Regions from separate parts of the Mus musculus genome. Here regions 1 and 2 are each linked to region 3. Evidence: chromatin contacts called from public HiChIP or PLAC-seq data. All regions are on one chromosome and are shown on one strand. The core of a region is the stretch at or near the end of the contact, and the rest is flanking DNA. Distances in the headings are between cores, read along the strand shown.

The links. HiChIP or PLAC-seq counts read pairs in DNA pulled down with a chosen protein or histone mark.
Region 1: a contact with region 3 is called in an H3K4me3 HiChIP or PLAC-seq map of bone marrow-derived macrophages, with 2.7 times the contacts expected there. The contact joins the enhancer-like site here to the promoter of Gng12 in region 3. A contact is called at or near these places in 12 of 39 promoter capture datasets (the 3T3-L1 cell line, 3T3-L1-derived adipocytes, the HPC-7 cell line and 8 more), 1 of 15 datasets of contacts at CTCF or cohesin (large pre-B cells), 6 of 484 Hi-C or Micro-C datasets (centrocytes, cerebral cortex, embryonic stem cells and 3 more), 15 of 115 datasets of contacts at active chromatin or transcription factors (the NIH/3T3 cell line, T-cell acute lymphoblastic leukemia, bone marrow-derived macrophages and 8 more) and 3 of 9 other capture datasets (adipose tissue, embryonic stem cells and liver).
Region 2: an H3K4me3 HiChIP or PLAC-seq map of bone marrow-derived macrophages shows a contact between it and region 3, with 2.5 times the contacts expected there. The contact joins the enhancer-like site here to the promoter of Gng12 in region 3. A contact is called at or near these places in 9 of 39 promoter capture datasets (the 3T3-L1 cell line, 3T3-L1-derived adipocytes, the HPC-7 cell line and 5 more), 4 of 484 Hi-C or Micro-C datasets (CD4 T cells, Th1 cells, myeloid progenitors and 1 more), 4 of 115 datasets of contacts at active chromatin or transcription factors (bone marrow-derived macrophages, embryonic stem cells and intestinal villus epithelium) and 2 of 9 other capture datasets (adipose tissue and liver).

What each region holds. Positions count from the first base shown.
Region 1 is chr6:67,127,610-67,131,964 of GRCm38.p6, reverse strand. No RefSeq gene overlaps it. Among named protein-coding and RNA genes, the nearest start is that of A430010J10Rik, 28 kb to the left of the region's middle. Within about 2 kb of position 2,619, at least 79 of the 459 cell types and tissues checked have an H3K27ac peak or open chromatin away from gene starts, as enhancers often do. A contact at or near this core is called in T-cell acute lymphoblastic leukemia, bone marrow-derived macrophages, cerebral cortex and 5 more, where this site is marked.
Region 2 is chr6:67,054,479-67,059,192 of GRCm38.p6, reverse strand. The region is part of intron 1 of E230016M11Rik (RIKEN cDNA E230016M11 gene); the gene reads right to left. Among named protein-coding and RNA genes, the nearest start is that of Gadd45a, 19 kb to the right of the region's middle. Within about 2 kb of position 2,897, at least 83 of the 459 cell types and tissues checked have an H3K27ac peak or open chromatin away from gene starts, as enhancers often do. A contact at or near this core is called in bone marrow-derived macrophages, hematopoietic stem and progenitor cells, intestinal villus epithelium and 2 more, where this site is marked.
Region 3 is chr6:66,894,825-66,899,524 of GRCm38.p6, reverse strand. Gng12 (guanine nucleotide binding protein (G protein), gamma 12) reads right to left here and starts at 3,128. Exons shown (of 5, transcript NM_025278.5): 1 at 2,998-3,128. 4930597O21Rik (a long non-coding RNA gene) reads left to right here. Exons shown (of 3, transcript XR_003956381.1): 2 at 2,508-3,480; 3 at 4,365-4,700.

The DNA of each region.
Region 1 (4,355 bases), core at 1,370-3,869, 230 kb before region 3:
CTTGGTCATGGTGTGTCATCACAGCAATAGTACAGTGGCAACAGAACAATGACTAAGACACATGTTTTCAAGGTCACACAATTCTGAGCAAAAAAAAAAAAAATGTATTACTGAAGCGGAGCATTCTGGCTGCCCTTGAATTGAGAGCATCTTGCTGGAAATACATAAACAATGTGTACACAGCTGTAAGAACTGGGAAAAGGATCACTGTGTAAATAGACACGTGAGTGGGAAGAACAGAGGAGTGAAATCAAAACCATGACAGAACACAGCTAAGAGGTGAGTTCCCCATCGGACAGCTAAGATATCTGAAGCAGATCTCCAGGGCTTCAAGGCCAGGAGGATCACTTGTCAGCCACACAACACTTATTTTCAGCTTTCCTTTTGTTTACCCAAAAGCTTTATTCTAAAAGGTTAAGTGAATATTGACCTATGCAAAATAAAATTTGGAGAGTTTTAATTACTTCTAATCTCTACACAACAATAATCTCAAAACAACAATATTACCATTTTAACCTATGGCTGCAAGGAAGTATGCACGTATTCCCTTCGTCTGAATGAGTGGTATCACACTAAAGCATTATTTGATATACTGAGGCTAAGACCAACAGGTGAGGTTTGGGGGAGTTACAACCTACAACATTCTCTTTCTGAAAAAATATTTTCAGATCACACCAAAGAATGAAGGTCTTCTGGAATGGTAAACTATGCGGCTAACCATTGATTGAGGCAGATGAGCCGGTTCCGGCTCAGGGATTGGAGAGGCAGCTGTTTAAAATCCTGTTCTGGGGCCACAGCATCTGGAAACCAAATTTACCCTTGAAAGTTCAGGTGTTCTTTTCACAACTAATCTCACCGCTCCCCGGGGCTTTGAAAATACCTTTCTGATGATGATATAGCATTGGAGCTCCTGGGCTGACACTGTTGTTTCACAAGACTGTGACTCTCCAGGTACTTTTTCAACCTAGGATAAATCCAACAGCTCACCCATGTGTCATCCCTGCATGCCTTATGTAAGATGTGGTTTTGGAAAGGGTCTAGCTGCGGTTTTGTTTGTCATGTGGGTAGCAGACCCTCCTCCTCTGTGCCCTCACCCTCCCCAGGCTTCTGTGACCTGACTCCAGTGTGGATGTGACCATCTGTTTCTGCTGCTTGCCCGTGTGTCTGTCTTGCTCACTGTGTCCCCTCAACAGCTGACACGGGGACAGCTGATCTTTCTGGAATAGTCAGCAAATCCCAAATTGCTCATGCCAGAAGCCCCCAGAGACTGGGAATGGCTGTGTCAAACTGGGTCAATGGAGAGGGAAGGGCCAGAGGGCAAGCTTGGGTATAGAGAAGGAGTTGGAGGAGGGGGTACGCTTAACGGAGTGTGACACGGGGTTTGAGGAATGGAAGGCTGCTGGAAATGGGCCCAGAAGCCTTCCCCTAAGAGATCTGTGGAGCCATCTATCTAAGCATCCCTTCATTTACACATCTATTACATGGGAGACATTTTACTAGGCACTAGGAATGATACAGGTACAAAACAAGGTCCTCATTTTCATGCAGGTGATATTTAAAGGTGACAAACAAAACTTAGTAAAGGGACAGACCCATGCTGTATCCATGCTTTGAGATGAATCCTGAAATGGGTAAGGGTCTGGAGGGAAGGAAACAGCAGTTTAGTGAAGACCTAAATGAAGGTGAGCAAAAACCACGTGGGCTGATCGGGGAAATGTAGGCCAGCCAAGGGACAAAGATATATCAGGCCTTGAGACAAGACTGGGCCTAGCATCAAGGAAGGAAGCCAGTAAGATGAAATATGTAGGAATAATAATGCTCACAATTCAAAGGTTTTAGTATAGACATGACACCCAAAAACCTTTTGGATTTATAACAATTCAGATTTAATGGGTTTTAGGTAAGGGATGTTCAACATTTATAATCTTTGCAGGTATTGTCGATTCTGGAAACTCTCAACTCCCTTCTGGTTCAAGCATATTGGATAACGGATCGTTAGCCTGTGTTAACTCACCTATTTCTCACAAATACTAAAAGGGAGCGACTGAGTCACCCTGTTTATAGTGAGGAGACAGAAACATGGGCAGATGGAACTCGCCCAGGCACACACAGCTCATGTGTGCTGAGTCTGGGTCCACGCTCAGGACTCACTCCTAACCACAATCTGTCCTTGGCTTGGAGCCTCAGATTTGTTCTGTGCGGCAATAATCCTGCTGCCCTCTCGTCCCCATTGGTATTTCAAGATGAAGTTTGGTATCATTTAGGCTCGGGTCTGGCTTAGCATCCACATGTACATGCGCTGTGGGTTTGAGAAACAAGAGTAGGCAAAAGAATATCAGTAGGAAGAAAAGGGAGAAGTGAGGCATTTTTGAGATGGTTAGAACCACCAAAGAGAGCTACAAGGTGTTTGAGGACACCGAAGAGGAAGCATCTCATATCAAGATCTTCCTGGAGGAAAGGGGGTGCTCTGAAGCCAAGCCGGCAGAGCAAAGGGAAGGGTGCCGATCCGCCTTGGCTTTCCTCTTCTCATTCAGTGATCCCCGAGTGTGGTAACCATCACTGCTCTCCTGGTAGGTTCCGCTTTTAATGTCAGCTAAGAGCTGATCACTTTCTTCCTGCCTCCTTCATTCTGACCCCCTGCTGGTTTCCTCCGCCGTTGAAGCAGCCAAGAAGTGAGAAGAGCCCCAGAGGCTGCAGATGCCTCGTGGGCTTTGCTCACAGGCAGGAAGAGCGTTTGGGATGCAACAGACACTTTTGCAAAATGGTCCTTTCCCTGAACGCCAGCACAGGGCAACTGTGGCTCAGGGATCCGGTTGGGGAAGGCCACACCTACTCATCCAGCTGGTTCTGGAAGAAGAAAGGAGGCAGGAAGGAGCCTTGGAACCACAAGAAAGGCAAAATCAACAGCTGGGTGTGAAGAACCCCCCACAGCCTGGCAGGACTGGGGCCTCCTCTGCCAACCATACTTCCGACAGCCCGGCCCTTATTTTCTTCCTCAGCAGGGAGAAAGAGGTGTGGAAGTGGGTGGCTCTCAGGAGAGGGTGGCAGTTTTGAAGTAAAGAGGAGTTGTTTCTGATGTCTGCCCGGAGGTAAAGCTGGGTCCCACTGGAATGAATTTGTGGTTCCGGTGAAAGGAGTGATGTTGACAAGGAATTCTTGGATTGGTCTCATGTCCTTAAAAGCTGCTGCCAAGCCAAAGAGGGAAGGGAAGTTCAGCAGAGAAGTATGGGCTGAGACTCCCTGCCCCCCAACACCCACACAGACTTGGCCTCCAGTGCCAATGAGCACATGACTTAGGCTCTCTAACCAAAGTTCTACCATGAGGGAATTTTGCTGGCAGGACCCTGAGTTCAGGGGGCATAAAGTTCAAACGAGAGGGGTGTCTCTAAGCAAGGCCAGCCTGAGCTGAGAGCGTTATGGCCTCTCAAACTTCCTCATCAAAGAGGAGAAAAATGACCAAGCAGAGCCAAACCAGCTCATAGAAGGCGTTCCAGAAGCCAGAGAGATCCCTGAAGAAGTTTCATATTTGAGTTGACACCTAATGTATAGCAGAAGAGGGTGTGGGATATCCCCTTCCCAGATCAGTACCATGTTCCCACACATCAGTCATAGAAAGCTGAAGGTCATTTGTCTACCTGACCAGCCACCAGCTCTGGATAACTTGACCTTAGATAACTCGCTTAGCTTTGCTCTCTTGGTTCCCTTGTCTGTCAAACATACTAAAAAAGTCCATATAACCAGGTTCCTAAAAATACTAAATAAGAACATGTACTTATAGAGCTGAGATATACCTTGCAACCACTTGATAAATTGCAGTGTTCATGAAAATTTCCCATTAGTTTCTGTCAGGAGACACATCTTCCTTGGGGCCTTTTTGATTATGAAGACCTAGAACTAAGCTACTGAGTGGCTCAGCTGAGGTTTGAGTGGAGAGATGGTGTGATAGATTACTGCCAAGGCTAAGCTCTGAGCAGGAGCAGGAGGCGGAGTTGGCCTTCAGCTGAGATGGAAGTCCCAGAGTGCAGATTTCATTCTCTGTCCTTTGTATCTTCCCAATCAACATAGTTAAGCCCACTAATGATGGGCGGGATGGTTTACATCTGCATCCTGAAACTGGAAAGCTGAGTCATCTCTCTTTTTGCTGAGACAGGATCTTACTGTCCTCAAATTCATGATCTTCTTGCCTCGACCTCCCCAGTGGTGGGATGATAGGCACCACTATGCCCGACTCTCAGATTTTATTTCTATTACTATTGTTGCTGTTGATGGGGTCTCCTGTAGCCCAGGCTGGCATCTAACTTGTTATGTAGTTGGAGGTGGGTTTGGACACCTGTCTGTATCTTTCAAGTGCTGGG
Region 2 (4,714 bases), core at 1,648-4,147, 160 kb before region 3:
CACAGTTCAGATAATATAACTTTTTAATAGTTATGAAGGTAGCCTTGGGAGTTTCTTGGATTGCTTCAGTAGCCAGTGTTGCACAACTTGGAGAAACTTTCTAAGCAGAAACCAACTCATCCATCTCTGAGGTAAGGAGTATCTTTAGTCTAGCGTGTTAAAAACATTCTTATAGAAGGATTTCTATACAGGAAATGGAATAATGAACATGTTTCACCTTTAATTTTGGAAGATTTCCCCAGACTTAAGGTCAACTTTACTTGTCCTTTAAGGAAATTGTGGTGAAGGACTCCGTAGCCCTTCCTCTAACCACAGAACAAAAGGCTGCTCTTGCAGAAGACAAGAGATTGGTTTCCAACACCACATTGGGTACCTGTCACTCGGTGATCTAACACCTTCCTCTAGCCTCTATGGGCACCCATACATATATATCAGACACACATAAACACACATTAAGTAATTAAATAAAAACTTTTAGAACGTGAAATAAAACTTTAATGAGTTATTGTAGATTTCTTGTGTATAGAAACCATATCCTTGCACCTTGGTATTCTTAATGTCTAGCATAGTAACTTGCAGTGAATTCTCCACACCCACTGGAGAAGTGAGAGTGGCTTTTATGGAGACTCAGTATAGGCTTCTAATCCTTTGCAAGGCATTTCTGGAAACCCCCACCTACAGGCCCGCATAGGAACCTGTCTGCCACTCCTGCCTGACTCACTTTCTCTAGCCTCTGCAGAGCATGTCAAACACCACTTGCTCCAGTCACACAGAAAAAAATGCAGACCTAAAAACATGCATCTGTGCTTTTGCATATGATCTCTGTCCCTACAGTAATCTTCCTTTCCATGGTTAGCCAACTCTTACTCATTCTATACAACTCCAGTTGAGTTTCCTCTCCCTGGGGTGATTTGAATGCCCTGCCCTGCGTTCTAAAATCTTCTGCACTTAGCATTTATCACACTGGACCATGTTTCTCGACTGCGCGTTCTTCTCCCTGATAAACGTCAACCCTTCAAGGACAGAAGTTGTGACTTTCTTTACTTTGCAGCCTAGGAAGCCAACACAGAGCCTGGCACACAGTGCATATTTAGCTCATGAGGAATAAATGTCTGTTGGCTGTAGGTTGTAGTAGGTTAAAGGAACATAAAGAGAACAGTGTCCCGGAATAGGTAGTAGTTATATGCCACCCACTAAATGCTGAGCCTTTTTCTTTTTCCTTTTTCCTTTTTTTAAATTTGGAAGCAATTACCCATTCCAGGTAGATTCTTTGATTATGTTCCTACCACTAAAGAAACAGAGAGATCGAGTGGCTTCTCCAGGATCATGGCCAGTCAGGCAGTCATTTTCTACAGTTCTTAACCATGGTACTCTACTGCCTAGGCCTTGCATGAACCCTGTCCCTAAGGAGTTCAAAGTCTCATTAAAGGAGACAGGCAGGTGGCAGCCTAATCACCACACTGGGTTATGTTAGGTGTATGGGCAACATAAAGGGGCAAAACAGAACGGGGGAGCCATGGATGCAAGAGGTGGAAGTGCACACTTTCAGATCTGCCTTCTCGAAGAGGCACGGTTCTAACTGGGCTTTAGAGAAAGAGCATTCTGATCGGAGTGGAGGGAGAGACTTGCTAGGCAAGCAGCATAGAGGAATGAAACAACATGTTTTGTGTTCTGGTGCCAGCAACCTACATTGTTGAGCCCAACACAAATGAAGCTGTGGACACACATTCTTAACAATTTCATAACAATTATAGCAGGCTGCTAAATCAAACAGGAAGTGCTTCCAAGTTTTGTGCAACTGAACAGGTGTCACGCGGATAAAGGCAGACTTGATAGATACCATAAATGCTTCAGAATTGCTGGAACAAGAAGTACCTCAGCAGTACTTTATGAGGCAGGAAATGATACTGGCAAGGTCAGTGGAGGCGAGATCATGTAAGGAGGCTGGAATCTATCCCATAACTAATAAGAAGCCACAGAAGGCTTCTTAGCAATGATGTAAGTTGATTGGATTAGTTTGTAAAAAGACTCTTCTGGTAGTCCTGTCAGAGGCACATGGGAGGATAAGGGAGGAAGCCCTGGCTAGCTCAGCAATAGTTGAGATTGTATGGGCCAGAGAGGCTCCAGCCTTGAACTTGGCCTTTGTACCAGGGATATCCAAGAACAGTAGTGCTGAGAAAGACTAGGAAGATGACTTGCAGAGTTAAACCTTAAGGTACACAAAGCACTCACTGGAAAGAAACATGGGTGAGGGCTGGCAGTGGTTATAAAGTTCAAGATAAAAGAACACCATTTTTGCTTTGGTCTGTTCTAGTTATTTAACACCATCTTATAATTTTTATTAGGGAAGCCCATCGTAGAGAAGGCACAAATGCAAGAAATGAAGCTGTTGTGCAGATCTCCATTTCTGTAACTTGCACAAGTGGGTGAAGAACCTATTTATTTATCATTGGTTTCCTTCCAAATAGCCTCTGGGTGTCACTGGAGTTCCCCATGAGATAGAACCGATCCTTACACCCTTCCGATGAGATTTCTCAGCTACCAAACTATTCTCTGGAAGCTTCCTGCATTCTTTCCAGTGTACGAACCCCGTTTCATCTGATCTACAAAGGAAGAGTTACATGTACGCATCAGAGCTTTGGCATATCGACCCACTGACACGGAGCACAAACGCCAAACCTGCAGAAGGCTCAGAGTCGTTCCCACAGCTAAAGTCCTTCTATTTAACCCTCTAGTTGTGCTCTTCTGTTTGGTTTTTCATGCTTCAGTTCATTCGTGTGAACTGCCTGTTCTGACTTCCCTTTTACTTCTTTGCTGAGAAACTTTAGGACCTAGGACGTCAACTCACACATTGAAACCGTCAAGGTATCTGCGCAGAATTCATAACTGTCTGTATGAAGTAATCTTTCAAAACAAGAGGGGCGGGTAACTCTACAGCTCACTTCCTGTTTCCAGAGATAATCATCACACTGTAAATTTAATGTTTGCCATTCTGTTAGTGTTAGTGCCTGGGATCTTGAGTGTGCTGTGCAGAAATCCTATCACTGAGCTACAACCCAGCCACACATTTAATATTTTACCTGTCCTTCAATAGGGAAGAATTCTTTAGATAATGAGCTAATAACTGGGCTGCTGAATATGGCAGAATGATCTTGACCTTTCACCTCAGTTGGGCGAGGTCACAGGTACAGTGTCAGATGAGTTATTTAACTTGTACTTTACTTGGTCTAAAATGGAGTGTAGAGCTGTGTTGTAAGGTTAGAAGAACAAATGAACTCACAGATGTGTAAAGCAGCTGTGCTCAGTGAGACCACCCATAAAGCTGGACACCTGGATAGATAGCCTGTGTATACTTTGTAAGGGAAATGTTTAATATCTTTATTATGCTGTCACCAATGTCAATTGGTTGGTTAGCTTCTAAAGTACGGGTGGTTTTCTTCCCTATTGCTAAGTGGTCCCTACTTTAGGACCTCATTAAGTTTCTAAAGCCTGAATCTGACTCCCCTAGGTCAGGTCTAGAGACACACCATTTCCATCCTATGAGTAGCAAAGCACTCTCCTCTTTCCCTTTCTACAAACTGTGTTCGGTTTCTTAGTGCTTCAGTAACTTCCTCAGGAGTCTCCCTCAACCTTGACCAAACTACCTGATTGAACCCTGGCTCTGACTCTCATAACAACTTCCAGTGTTATGTATTATGTCTTTCCACAATTAAAAATCAAACAATTAATCCTGATTTTTTTTTCTCCAACATCATCTCCTTTGAAACTCTGTCTTTTTCCTCACTATAGGCATAGCACCTGGTACACTTGCCTGTATACAGTAGGTACTTAATAGCAGTGTGTGAGTACAGGGATGAATGTTGGACCGATACTAAGTGATTTGTATAAACATGTATATTTACTCATGGGTATAAATTATTAGAGTAGATTATTTATTTTATTCATAGATATATGAATCTCATCATCTTGAAAGTATCAAACAACACATGTATAATCTATGTATTGAAGTGCTTTTATCATTGTGGGGATGATCTGTGCAGATTCAGACACACTATTTCCCTTAATAATTACTGTATGTGAGGATGTATACTTAAACCTCAGTGGAACAAATGACCATCTCTCATAGATGTCATGTCCCACACCCAAGAGGAGTAGATGGCAGGAAATAATCAAAGTCAGGGCTAAAATCAACCAAGTAGATGCAAAAAGAACAATACAAAGGATCAAGAAAGCCAGGAGCTGTTCTTTGAGAAAATCAACAAGATAGATAAACCCTTAGCCAGACCAACCAGAGGGCACAGAAACAATATCCAAATTAATAAAATCAGAAATGAAAATGGAGATATAACAACAGAAAATGAGGAAATTCAAAAAAATCATCAGATCCTACTACAAAAGCCAATATTCAACAAAACTGGAAAATCTGGACGAAATGGACAATTTTCTAGACAGATACCAAATACCATCAGATAATCCATCTAAACAGTTCCATAATCCCTAAAGAAATAGATGTCATGTCCCTGCAGATTGGGAAAGAGACCCATGTGAGAGTATGTGCAGTCTACCAATGGAGGCTAACTATGCCCTAGAGTGAGTTTTTGAGTATGAGATCTCAGCAGTAGATCCAAAACCATGTGTGATGGTAACACTGGGGAACTATCAATGTGTAAGACATCAAGTCCGCCAACACTGATGCCATGCACCCAAGGTACTT
Region 3 (4,700 bases), core at 1,879-4,378:
TTCGCAAACTTTAGCAAATAAGTCAGTGATTCTGTGAGTTCATTTCCTGAATTAACCATCTACTCTCACAAAATTTTCAAAATAAACACAATTAGTCCCCACTTTTATGGCTTATCTGCTGGCCTTGGACAGCCAGGCACACAAGAGCCAACCACTTCACACTCTTGGATCACATCTTTTCAAACTTTAACAGTCGTTCTTGATTAAAGACAAATGTTACTTCTGGGCTTATTTATTTATTTAATTTCCTATCCAAGGTTAATAAATGTAACTATTTAAAATAAAAATTCTTTTTAAACTTAAAAAGCAACTTATGTTCCTAATTGCCTAGCATTAAATACTATGTATTTAACAACATCAAAAGCATTATTAAAATTATTGGCCCATCAATCATTTTCATACTGCCATGGGTAAAACAGGACATACAAGCTTATACACACTTATTCACATACATACATTCACACATACATACACACACACAATCTGCTCAACCTTTAGTTTTTTTGTTTTTTTTTTTAAAGCAAGATATCACTCTAATATACGCTAGTTTAGAACTTATTATGTTGTCCAAACTGGCTTTGAACTCAGAGCAATTCTCCTGTCTCGGCTTTGCCAACTGCTGAGATTACAGGTGTGAGTTACCCTGCCAGCACTCATCACTCTTTGGAACTTAAAATGGTGGCATCTTGCATTTCCAGAAGGTTCTACCTATTATCATTTATCAAGTAACCTGCTGTGTAAACTAGATTAAAAAGAAAAGTGATCATTCTAAGCCCTTTATGTAGGTTAGTTTCAGTCTGTTTTTTTCAAAGACTAATTGATACACTTTCATCAAAACACTACAAGTAGAGACCACTGTTACTCCTGCTTACAAATCGGATTGAAAAGGGCTAAATAACATTCTCATCCTGGAGTGTCTGACAAGAAAGCCTACACAGCAAACCACTGTTAAGTACCTTCCCCTCTCAGTCAAGCTCAGAAAACTACTTCTAGAACTTCACCTTCCTATAAGGCTTACACTAAAATGAAACAAACAACAGCAAAAGCTAGTTAAAACACAGCGTAGTAAGTGAGATCGTTCTGACTTTTTTTTCCTACTAGAGAGAGGTTTGGAATAAAAATTATTGGGCATTAGCTAACTTTTTTCTGAAAAATTTTTTTTTTTACTGTGGGGCCCTTTGCTCTCATCACCTGAACGCCATGTGTGTTCTGTAACCTATGACAACAGCAACCCAACTGTCAAGAGATTTGTCTTTCAAATAAGCTCAGAGCTTTCTGCACCTCCTCTGTATACCACACTTGTCGTCTCCTGAGAAGCACAGATCCTTATTCTTATAGGGTTCTATACAAATCTAAGAGCTGCACACTGTGCTGGGTTCTACACAGTAACGTGCTTGTGCTCAATCCAGCTGCATTGTACTTAGTGTTCAGCATTCACTGGACTTCACCCAGGACTTTATGGTGCTGGCTGACTGTTAAGAGAGGCAAAGGATCTGAATATTTTATCTAAACGCCCACTTAGCAATCTACAATTGATTGCTTTTTAAAATGTGGTGGGGAGGAAAGAGGTGATCAGTGGGAGGGGCTTGAAAGAGAGGGTAAGGGGGTACACGTGTACGAAACAGACAAAATATAGAGAAAATATAAAAATATGTGAGGACCATATGCTTATTTATTGGAAAATGACCCTGCTGACATATACATTTTTGTTCTAAAAGGGGAGGGTGGCCCTCCTTTCTTGAAAGTGACTGCTTGATCATAGTAAATTTAACCTTACTGTTCTCCAGTGACTGCTTTCCCAGCTTCCCTGGGGAAGGGCTGGAATCCGGAGGTAATTTACATCCATGGTTTGAAGTGCCAAGCAATGGTGCAGCAGGGTGACCAGCACTCTCAAAACACAGCCAAGCTATTGCTTTAAACATTGAGAACACACAGACACAGAGCCTGGCTCTGACAACATCCAAAAGATTCATTATAGACAATCTATTCAGGAGACGCTACGATCGCCCCAGGAAATATAAACAGTGTCTAAAGAGCAGTGGGGAGAGGAAATAACTGACCGGAATGAGACGAATCATGTGAAGTCCGTCCAACAAGGCCTAAGACATCCCCAGTGTTTCCACTTGGAGCTGCGTTTAAACGTGCCCTGGCACATGGGCACAGATCTCCCCTCCAGCTCAAGCGTGGGGCTGCGTCCTTTCCTACCCACTTGTTTGTGCACAGCCACGCCCGCACAGGAGGACCACGAGACCACAGGCCTCGGCAGATCCTTCCAGCTGATTTCCAGTTGCTTAAAGTTTAACAAGAATCACGGCTCCCTTTGTGAAAGTTAAGTCAAGTTTACAAGGCATCCACAGACTTAAAAGGATAAACGAGTGTCAGGAGACACTAGCAATGGCGTCTTAAAATGAAGTTTAATTGACAGGCCCTAACTAAAATAAAGAGGAGTTTTTTAAACCCACGGGCTAAGCTTCAGGCGCTACATTTAAAAAAAAATATAAAAAAAGCACACAAGGCTCAAGTTTGAACTCCGACCTTCCTGTTCCAGTCACCGCCGCAGGGTCCCTCGTGAAGTGTCACCCGAATTCTCTCCACGATCAGCTCCTTACCCGCCGCCACCCCCCTGTGAAGACCCAGTACCGAGGCTGCCAACCCACGCGCGTCTAGAGATCGGAGGAGGGGCGTGCGTGGCGGCTCCGACCGGCTCCTCCCGCACCACCGCGACCTGGCGGCTTTTCCCGGGCCTTCCTCCGGCGGGGCGAGGCCGAGCGAGGCAGCTACGGAGACCCAGCCTCAGGGGCCACTCGCGCCCCAGCGGGCTCTCGCGTCTGTGGGCCCCGGCTGGCCTCGCTCCCACTCCCCTTCCGCGGCCCAGAGCGCCCGCAGCACGCGCTTCCTTCCTCCGCTCCCTAGCTCCAGCCCGCTGCCAGCCCGCGGGACCCACAGGCGGCCCCGAAGTAGCGGCGACCGCCCCGCCCCGTCCGGTCCCGGCGCTACCTTGGCACTCACTCTTCGCCGTCGTCGCCGCCGCCGCCGCTGCTGCCGCCGCCTGGGAGTCCGGCTCTCCGCGCTCCCGGGACCGCCCGACCTCTCCTCCCTACTCCGCTCCAGCTCCTCCCCTCGCGCGTGGGCGGGGCGCACGGCCCGGTGGGCGGGGCTGTCGCCGCCACCCCCTCCGCTCTGGCCCACGGGCATGGGACGTGGTCGCCGCGCCCAACTGCGGCCGTCGGGGGTCAGGACACGCGTGCCCGCGGCTGGGTTGGTGCAGCTCGCTGCGGTGCGGTGGGCCCGGGCAACCACGCGAGGCCACCACCATACATCACCACCAGGACCACACACCGCAGTCCCCAGGCTGCGAAGATGAGCTCTGCCAAACCCCACACAAAAGTGGGGCTCTGATCCAGAAAGGTCTGAGGAAACGGCCACCGTCATATTTAAAGGACTCTGGGGCAACAGGGAGGTTGTTTCCCAGAAATGGAGGTAAAGCCAGATTATTGAATGTCCCAGACCGGACAGAGTACTGCATAATAAATTAATTGGACAGGTTGTTTTTTTGTTTTGTTTTGTTTTGTTTTGTTTTGTAAGCATTTAGAGTTTGGCAGGTTGAAGGGCTAGTTTTGCTTCCACAAAAGCTGCTTACAGCCATTCAACAAAACGAAGCACCTGTTGTGTGGGGTCAAGCATTATGCTAAATGTGATAGGAGATACCATCAACCTGAGGGGGACTTGCTTAAGTCCTGTAGAGATGGATGTACAGAAATGGTAACACTCAGCAGTTGGCTAGAGTACTCCAAGGTGTGAGTCACTAATAATCATCGTGATCTCTTTTTAAAATGATGCTACTATTGGGTGAGAGCAGGGGTCAGTAATTGGACTCAGTGCCAAGGAAGGGAGGGAGGGAGGGAGGGAGGGAGGGAGGGAGGGAGGGAGGGAGGGAGGGAAGGAAGGAAGGAAGGAAGGAAGGAAGGAAGGAAGGAAGGAAGGAAGGAAGGAAGGAAGGAAGGAAGGGGAAGGAAGGACGGTGGGAGGGAAACATGTTGGGGGTTGGGGGTGGCAGAGTAGGAGGGGAAGTTGGGTGTGATCAGGATACCTGTATGAAATTGTCAAAGAATAAATAAAATATATTATTTAAAAGATCAAACAGAAATAAATAAGTACTAGCATTGGATGAGGATGCACTGTTGAGTGGGTCTTGGGGATGCTGGGATCTAGGTACTGAATCCCACTGAAGGCTTTAAATTCACTCCTGTTTGCACTCTTACTCAAGAATGCCTTGCTTGGCCAGTGTGGTCTGAGCAGCCTCCAGAGGATGTTCTTGTTGAGGTACAAACCACAGCCTGCCTTTTATTTCCTACTTTCTACAGTGTTAGGAAACACTTGGCTGATTCAGATCGTGACAGTTTGAAGATGCACCCTAAACAGAATGGCCAGACACAAGAATGGACTATTATGGTTGTGATTTCCACCTCTGGATCATTATATAGCCCAGTTAAGTACTTCATGTACTTTTAATTTTTCTCTCACTAATCTGTGGCAAAAACAAGCAAAGTGGCTCGTTGAAGAATGTCTGGCTTCTCAAATTGTATCCACCGATTAGTCTTTAAACAGTTATCTGCATATGGAGAGAACAGAAATCCAGTATCATGTACAAACTTGTGCAGAAATTGTCTATTGCATCAAGTTGTTTGAAATATGGTCTT